Regions from separate parts of the Mus musculus genome. Here region 2 is linked to region 1. A link is a contact called in public HiCAR-type data. All regions are on one chromosome and are shown on one strand. The core of a region is the stretch at or near the end of the contact, and the rest is flanking DNA. Distances in the headings are between cores, read along the strand shown. Region 1 has its middle 95 kb from the start of Gm41042. Region 2 has its middle 42 kb from the start of 4922502H24Rik.

The links. HiCAR-type assays count read pairs that join an accessible place to other places.
Region 2: a HiCAR-type map of fibro-adipogenic progenitors shows a contact between it and region 1, with 4 times the contacts expected there. The contact joins two enhancer-like sites. A contact is called at or near these places in 1 of 484 Hi-C or Micro-C datasets (uterus), 1 of 115 datasets of contacts at active chromatin or transcription factors (fibro-adipogenic progenitors) and 1 of 9 other capture datasets (embryonic stem cells).

The regions. Positions count from the first base shown.
Region 1 is chr13:101,089,798-101,094,218 of GRCm38.p6, reverse strand. No RefSeq gene overlaps it. Among named protein-coding and RNA genes, the nearest start is that of Gm41042, 95 kb to the right of the region's middle. Within about 2 kb of position 1,753, at least 59 of the 459 cell types and tissues checked have an H3K27ac peak or open chromatin away from gene starts, as enhancers often do. A contact at or near this core is called in fibro-adipogenic progenitors, where this site is marked.
Region 2 is chr13:101,437,399-101,441,819 of GRCm38.p6, reverse strand. No RefSeq gene overlaps it. Among named protein-coding and RNA genes, the nearest start is that of 4922502H24Rik, 42 kb to the right of the region's middle. Within about 2 kb of position 2,564, at least 26 of the 459 cell types and tissues checked have an H3K27ac peak or open chromatin away from gene starts, as enhancers often do. A contact at or near this core is called in fibro-adipogenic progenitors, where this site is marked.

The DNA.
Region 1 (4,421 bases), core at 504-3,003:
GATCGTTCACACGAAGCAACAGGGTGTCATTACAAACTGAAAAAGAATGTCTCCCTCCCCAGCCCTCTCCCCCCCCACCCCCCAGGCTCATGTATGTGCACAATCGGTCTGCAGTTGGTAGTGCTATTTGAGGAGGTTATAGAACCTTTAAAGGTGCAGCCTTGCTGCAGAAGTCCTTCCCTAGGGGTGGGGTTGGGGCTTATGTGCTCGCATCACTTCCTGCTGCTCTCTCTGCTTACTGTATACTACTAATATGTGATCAGCCAGCTTTGCACGCCGCCACCTGCTTGCAGTCCCTGTCATTACAGTCTCTAGTCCTCTGGAGCTGTGAGCCCATAAACCCTTTCCTCCTTAAGATGCTTTTGGCTGGAATGTTTAATCACTACAGGAAAACCTATCTAAGGTAGCTCTCAGTACCATGGCATACATCACTCCAAGCAGCCATTTGGTAGGGTAGCAGGAGCATTTCAATGAAGGGTTCAGAAGCTCAGGCCAAAAGAAAAAAAAAAATCAAACACTACCACCAGAGCAATGAAAAGTTTTCCTTTCTCAATACAGAAAAGTGGGTGGCAGTGGGGAAAGTACAGGTAGCAGTGGGGACAATACAGGTGGCAGTAGGGACAGTACAGGTGGCAGTAGGGACAGTACAGGTGGCAGTAGGGACAGTACAGGTGGCAGTGGGACAGTACAGGTGGCAGTAGGGACAGTACAGGTGGCAGTGGGACAGTACAGGTGGCAGTAGGGACAGTACAGGTAGCAGTGGGGACAGTACAGGTGACAGTGAGAACAGTACAGGTGGCAGTAGGGACAGTACAGGTGGCAGTAGGGACAGTACAGGTGGCAGTGGGACAGTACAGGTGGCAGAAGGGACAGTACAGGTGGCAGTGGGACAGTACAGGTGGCAGTAGGGACAGTACAGATGGCAGTGGGGTCAGTACAGGTGGCAGTGGGGTCAGTACAGGTGGCAGTGGGGTCAGTACAGGTGGCAGTGGGGTCAGTACAGGTGGCAGTGAAGGTTCGTTTTGGTCTCGGTTCATACTTTACCTCTTACTTGGTAAGACCTTACAAATCGTGCACCACTGAACTGAACTCACGTTCCTTGGATCTAACTTCTCTGAGACAATCATTCTTAAGGCTGGCGAAGCACTGGGCCTGTGATCTCCAACCACCGCCTTTCACCTGCGGGAGCCATCAGACTTAGAGGCATAATTCATCTGTGATGGAATTGGCCATTGTCTCTGCCGGATACACGAAAGTCTGGCTCAGCGAGGTGTCAATCTGAGTCATTAAGTAATAAATAAGCCCCAGATGCCAGGGCGTATAACTGGAATCATAAGAACACCGCTTAATCCTAGAGGAGGTTTCTTTAAAAAAAAAAAAATGTACCTCCCTGTTCTTTAGCAAAGTAAAAATACACATGCTCACATTTATGAATGTGCATAAAGAGGTAAACGCTTTGAGAAACACCTTTGTTTTCAGTAACAGTACGGTCACCAGGTTAGAGGGCACGAGAGTGCTCCCCATAAATCGCCAGCAGGAACACCCTGTACTAGAACAGCGAGGAAGAAAGGGCTTGTCCAGGCTGTAGAAATCAATCCAAGCTCTGGCACAGACTACAAAAGGTGGTTACCCAAAGGCTGACCGAACTGTTCTTCCAGGGAAAACAAAATGTTTCCATGAGCGTCTGAAGGGAAATCCCTGGAGGGGCAGACAGAGTATCAGCTCGGTAATTGGCTAGCTAATCCGAAGCTCTGCATCCAAGCCAAAAGCTCAGAGCCAAATGAGGAGGAGCAGCTTCCAGGCACAGCCCGGGCTGCCGGGGTGGCCCGACGCTTTGAAGCATCTCTTCACATTTTTAGCCGATGAAAGGTTTATAAAGAAAATGTACAACGCTAAGTAAATCCAGTTCTTCAACCACACGTGTGCACCGGGTGATGTGGCTCAAGCCTTTAATTTGCTTCGTGCAGCAGCTGGTGCCCTGATGGGCCCATGGCCTTTGGTCCGGAGGCTAGTCTGATGCTTTCTTGCCTATTCCTCTAAGGATCTATGTCCTCTAAGGATCTGTATCATCCACTCTGAGTCTATTAGGACTTTACAGTCTCTTCCTGGAGCCTAGACATGGTTTAATTCTTTTACAACAATGAGAGGATCTGAAGACACTAAAGAGACTATCTTTGCAAGGACTTTCCTATGATTCTAATTTCTAATCAAAGGCAATGCTAGAAATAACCCAGGTACTACCCACATTGCCACCCAGCCTGGCACCAGTAGAGACATCAATAAGGCTTTTTCCCTACAGCCTTGGAGAGGGCCCTCAAAAAAGACCAAAAAGGAAGGTCTAGCAATCAGAAGGAAGCTCATTACCTTCTGTGGCAAAATTACAACTTCAAATTGATGAAAAAAAAATTATAGTTGGCAATCTTAATCTACAGGCTTTCCATCCACAGATTCAATCAAACTTGGGTCAAAATTATTCAGAAAATAAAATAAGCATGAGATCATGTGGGGCCTGAGGCAGGAGGATCATGACTTCAAGGCTAGTCTGAGCTATATAGTGAGGCCCTGTTTTAGGACAAGCAAAGCTGATTAAAGAATGCATCTACACTGAGCTTGTATTTGTAAATCCCTAAATAATACAGCAAAACAGCTTACAATGTATACTATGTGTTGTCAATAATTGGTAGGTGATATGAAGAGGTCATTCAGGCTACCCAAAGGGACCTTGACCCACAGGCTGAGAAGCACTGCTCAAGATAAAGGAAGAGATTAGCAAATCTCAGAGCTTGAGGTTGGCTAAAGTTTCTTAAATAAGGGAAAGCTTTGAAATTATAATGAAGTGTTAATTTAGATAGACCAAAGTTTTACCTGCCCCTCCCCCCTCCTCTTGTAGCCCAGGTTGGCTTGCCAAGGATGTAGCCAAGGATGACCTTGAACTCTCCACCCTCCTGCTTTAGACTCCAAGGAGTACCAAGATAATAAACTCTTACCATCACAAAAAATAATAATAATAATAATAATTGGTAGGTGATTTGAAACTTATGGGGGGGCACATATGTTAACATACAAATACCAAACCGTTTTCTGTAAGCAATTTGAGCATCTGCAGATACTTATATTCGTGGCAGGTAAGGAAGGATTCCTGCAGCCATCCCCTACAGAGAGTGAGAGACAACTGAGTAGCATCCCTTCACTTCATCTCTGTAGCATCTCTGTAATGGCACTAGCTCATGTTTGCCTCCCACAATCTTGGCTTATACAAACTGTCCGTGGATCAATTAGTCACAGTGTACTATTGCACTCTCAAAAAGTCCCAATTTGGGAATTACATTATAATGTCAACTGATGTATTAAGGACACTGAGGACAAGTATGCACCAACAAAGGTGGATAAGCAAGAGTCTAAGTGTCTTAGTTAGGGTTTCCATTGCTGTGAAGAAACACCATGACCAAGGCAACTATCTTTGAAATTTATTTATTTGCTATCTTTTTATTTATTCACTTTACATCCTACTCACTGACCCATTCCCTGTCACTCCTCCCATATTACTTGCCCCATTCCCATCTCTGATGAGAAGGTAACACCCACCCCAAGGTAATATCAAGATATTACCCCACCTAAGCACATAAAGTCTCAGCGAGAATAGGCATATCCTCTCCCACTGAGGCCAGACAAGGCAGTCCAACTAGAAGAACATATCCCATGTACAGGAAACAGCTTTTGGGATTGTCCCTGCTCCAATTGTTTGGGACTCACATGAAGACCAAGCTGCACATCTGCTACATATGTGCATGGAGACCTAGGTCCAGCCCATGTATGTTCTTTGGTTGGTGGTTCAGTCTCTGAGAGCTCCAAGGGTCCAGGTTAGTTGATTCTGTTGGTCTTCCTGTGGAATTCCCATCCCCTAGAGGCTAAAATGCTTCCTCCTATTCTTCTATAAGAGTCCACAAACTCCATCTACTATTTGGCTGTGTGTGTCTGCATCTGTCTGAGTTACCTGGCTCCATCCTCTGTGTGGAGCCTCTCAGAGGACAGCCATGCTAGACTCCTGTCTGCAAGCATAACAGAGTATCATTAATAGTGTCAGGAACTGATGCTTGCCAGGGGATGGGTGGGTCTCGAGTTGGCTGGTTATTGGTTGGCCTTTCCCTCAGTCTCTTCTCCATCTTCTGCCCCTGCATTTCTTGTAGACAGGATAAATTTTGGGTGGAAAGTTTTGTGGGTGGGTTGGTGTCCCTCTCATTTCTGCCTGGCTACAGGAGGTGATCTCTTCTGATGCCATATCCCCAATGCTGTGAGTCACAGTTAAGGACACCCCCATTGATTCTTGGGCACCTCCCTTATCCCAGGTTTCTGTCTCTGACTGGAGATGCCCCCAACTCCCCACCCCTGTCAGCTGCAGATTTCCATTCATTCTCATGGCC
Region 2 (4,421 bases), core at 1,315-3,814, 350 kb before region 1:
TACTTTGCATTTCTGTGTCTGTTGAATAGCCTGGCCCCATCATTTTGATCCCACAATATATTTAGCTACTAGTGTATCAGCAAGTTGTACCTCTCTACTGCTCCCTCTGCTAGCAAGATTTTTTTCCATGACAGTCTTACTCCCAGCTTCTCTCTGTGTGTGTCCCATTTTGTTCCTTCCTATGGACTCTCTGTTCACACTTTTCTTCTAGATTACTTAACCATTCAAAGTGAATAAATGCAATACAGTCAACTGCAGTAGAAATAGCCAAGCAGCTTCTCCACACTGGGCACAGATCTACCATTATTCTTCCCACTCTCCTTCTCTCAATAGCTTCAACATCCTGCTCCATTGCTCCGCCCCCAACACCCGACTCTCTCCCACTCATCTGGGATTGGGAGACCATTCACAACAGGCTATAATTCTATCCAACAATTGCCTGAGCCCCTGAGTAGATAAGGTTTTCATGTTTCCATAGCTGTTGTGGAGATACTGTGGACAAAAAGATGATTTATGCTTCACACAAAAGCCTAGGAAAAAGTAAGAGTGGGACATAGAGCTTCAATGTCTACCTGTTGAGTAAGGTTTTGCTATTTTTGTTTGAAGACTATGGCTGTCCTGTAACTCACTGTGTAGAGCAGGTTGTCCTCAATCGTACAGAGCTCTGCTTGCCTCTGCTTCTCTACCTGTATTGAAAGATTTACAAGGGAGTTTTTCCTTAAGAATTTATAAAGTGAACATAATTGCTTTAAACGGCCATAAAAAGAGCATCTTTTGGACTCCAGGCACTGAGTTAGGGGTCTTAGCTATGCTCCTCAAATGAGTTATTGTAACTGCTCTTGAGAGTTTGGCTTTTATGCACTCATTTCATGGTAAAAAATACACAGGCTCAGAAGTTGTGTAATCTCCCAGATCGACTTGAGCTAAGGTGGGAAGTTGAACTGCCTTTCTTTTCCATCATGCTGACCTCTTAGAAGGTGCTATGATGAGTGAAGGCAGCAAAGACAGACAACCAGGAAAGGGAACTCACTCAAGGGCGTAGCACAAACTCTATCAGAGGCGTTGGCATGGCTTATATAGCCAGGACGCTTCCAAATATTAACAGCTAAGAGAAAAATCAATGGAGACAAATTTGAGAAGTGATGAGAGACACACTAATAGAATTTCAAGGTGGATCAGAGCACAACCTAAAAGCATCCCAGCCAAGGACTGTGGGCAGTACAGACTCCCATATTAACAGTGTTGGCAGAACCTGAGGTCACATGACTAAGACTATAGACAGTGGAAATGTGAGCAAGCACAAGCAGAAGATGCTATGAGTTCAGTCCTGCTAAGGAGGAACTAGGATGAGCAATGCCATTACATAGTATAAAGTTTACAAATACATAGAACAGCAAAGCTATGGCTGGGGATGGCAGGAGTAGTAACAGAAAGGGGAAAAGATGAGACTGAAGGATGAAGAAAGTGAAAGGAGGGTAGAGATGAAGGGGAGAGACGTCTAATGCCTCCACAGAACAGGCATGTAATTATTCTGATGTCTGTGGCAACGTGGATTTTATGCTAATAAGGGAAGCTACAAACACAAAATACCTTGGTAACATCCTAAGTAAACTAGAGGTGGGTTAGCAAGCTATCGGCCAGGGCTGCTTCTGAGAAAGGGACTGTGTAAAGTGAAAAGCTGGGCTCAACTTTACACTTCCAAGTTGCTGCAAACAGCCGGGAGGATTATTTGCTTTCTCAGCTTGCCTGCTTTTCTCTGGTTCATTAGCAGCATAGAGCCAGAGAGATGGTGTCACGGTGTCCAGGCAATAGAGGGTGAGCTGTGGGGGCACACCTGCTACTCCTTTTATCGTTGGCAGCAAATAATAATAAGCAGGATTTGTACCATGTCTGAAAATGCCCCCCCCCAAACAATCTCTGTCTACTGGGTAACGGTGGTGAGGAGCCCAGAGCCCAGGCCAGGATCCTCCCAGACCCAATTCCATGCAACTATATGAGGGACAATTGGGTAGTAATTGAGGTTAATTGTTACTGACAATAACACACCATATGATCTTTTTACATCTGTTTGGTGAGATGGTTCAAGCATGGAGAGATGTTCCCAAGGGCACCACAGGGATTTGCCCTGTTTATATGCTCCTTACATTGATGGGTTGTGCACAAGCTAATGGGGCTAATTGTTATTGCTCTGATGGAAGCCCCTGAAGTATATCCCCACCTCCTGCCTAAATGTCAAAGCCATTGTCTTCTTGTACGTTGGTTCATCCACACTTTGTGGTTCATGGGGGAAAAAAAAACGAAAAGGAACAAGTTCGTGCAAGTGGAGGAGGTGGAGGCTCGCAGCCTTGCCTGCCACTCTATGCTCAAGAAGCATTCTATTTTTCAAATCCTAGACCAAAATGACTTTAAGAAAAAGAATCCACCATGTTCAGGCTCTGCCGTCTAGCTTCAAAGCCTTTTACAAGCTGCAATTCATTAAATGCAGTAATCGTTTGAGGTCAGTGGACCGACCTCTGCAGAGAGAGAGGCCAAGCCCTCCCGCCCCACCCTCTTTCTCTTTGTGTTCCCAACCAGACAGAGGAGGAGAGAGGGTGGAACACTGATGCTCCTGTGGTGTAGCCATGGCCCTCAGCCCAGACTCGCTTCTCTGGCTTCTCCCTGCCAGGGCTCCACGCTCCACTTAGCTATTGGGAACAGGCTCTTCCTTCCTGGGGCCACAATTATCTGCTTTTCACAGACAGACAGGCTGCTGCACTTTTCTTTCCTTCAGATAAATGAAGAGTTTCCTAGCCACAGGGCCCAAACAGGCTTGACATACATCCTGTGGGACAGATGTCTCTCTGCTTGGACACTCCCAAGTCTGAGATCCAAGAGATGTGTCTGCTTCTTTGCCACCATTGTCAAGTGTCCCATAGCATGCAGATCCACTATCCCAACATATACCCTAACCATCTCAGTCAGGACAGCTACCCACCCACCCAACATTCCCATCCACCACTGCCAAATGAATTCTTCTCAAGAAAGAGAACTTTGGTTTGGCTAATTGCGATAGCAGGCTACTAAAATGAGAGATGTCTACTGAGGTCCTGTGGGTTATTCTACAGTTTGGAAGCCATGTATCTTTGGCTTTCTCTTGCTTCACATGGACCCTACCCAGACATTTACTTAAGAGAAAGGGAAAAAATGAGATACTCACAAGCCCCAACCATGGTATATTAAATTTCACAAGGCAATGCTGAATTAATTTTTATAGCTTTTGCTCTAGTTGCCTTTGCTCTCCTAAGTCTGCCTACTAGTCATTTCTAAAGAAAGGTTGCAGTGACATAATGTCCCTTCAAAGATCCATAATTCTTCTGTAAGAAGGCCAGTTGGGTCTACCTTCAAAACCACATCATTTTTAATGGTACTGAAAACTCTCAGGAGTTTTATCCACAGAGCAACCTCAAAGGCAAGAGTGTATATCAGAATCTTCCAAGACCAAAATCCATGTGGGTGGAGTCCACCTAAATACCTTCTCTCAAGTTCTACCCAAGACATCTGCCTCCCCAGTGTTCCCTTGCCTTCTCCAAGAATTGATGCTCTGCCTTACGTTTAAGACCCAGCCCACTGCCCAGCTTTCTGGAGTCTCAGCGCAGATGGATGCTTCCTTCCTCTTAAATTTTAAAATGCTCAAAGAGTTCAAAAGTTCATACTTGGAAGGGGCAACCTCTTCATTTACAGAGTAACAAATCAAGCCATGTGTTTAAGCAATACTTAGGTTGGAGAAGTCTCCTACAAGTGGCTTACCTTTCTTGCTTTCCCTAGTCATAAATGATTGCCAGTATCACGGAGTCCTGTAAATCACCAAATGGCATCCTCTATTGGAGATTTTGTCTCACTGAAGAAACAGCCAAGATAATGGAGCCACAGCATTCATCAGAATTCATTCCAATCTCTATGTAATAAGAGCCCTGCTTCTAACTCAGGACACTCAATGCTTTCTTTCCTCTGAGGATCTCCAGAGAGCCTCACAGTGTGAGCTGTCTTCAGTGCCCAAGTTCTTCTTCACTATTCTACTGAGGTTGCAGTTAGGGGAGCGGGTGCAGTTAGAGGTAGAACACTTACTTAGAATGCTCAAAGCCATTCTGACTGGTGTGAGGTAGAATCAAACGCTGACACCATTGCATACACTAGCAAGATTTTACTGAAAGGACCCTGATATAGCTGTCTCTTGTGAGACTATGCTGGGGCCTGGCAAACACAGAAGTGAATGCTCACAGTCAGCTATTGGATGGATCACAGGGCCCCCAATGGAGGAGCTAGAGAGAGTACCCAAGGAACTGAGGGGAACTGTAACCCTATAGGTGGAACAACAATATAAACTAACCAGTGCCCCCCAGAGCTCGTGTCTCTAGCTCCATATGTATCAGAGGATGGCCTGG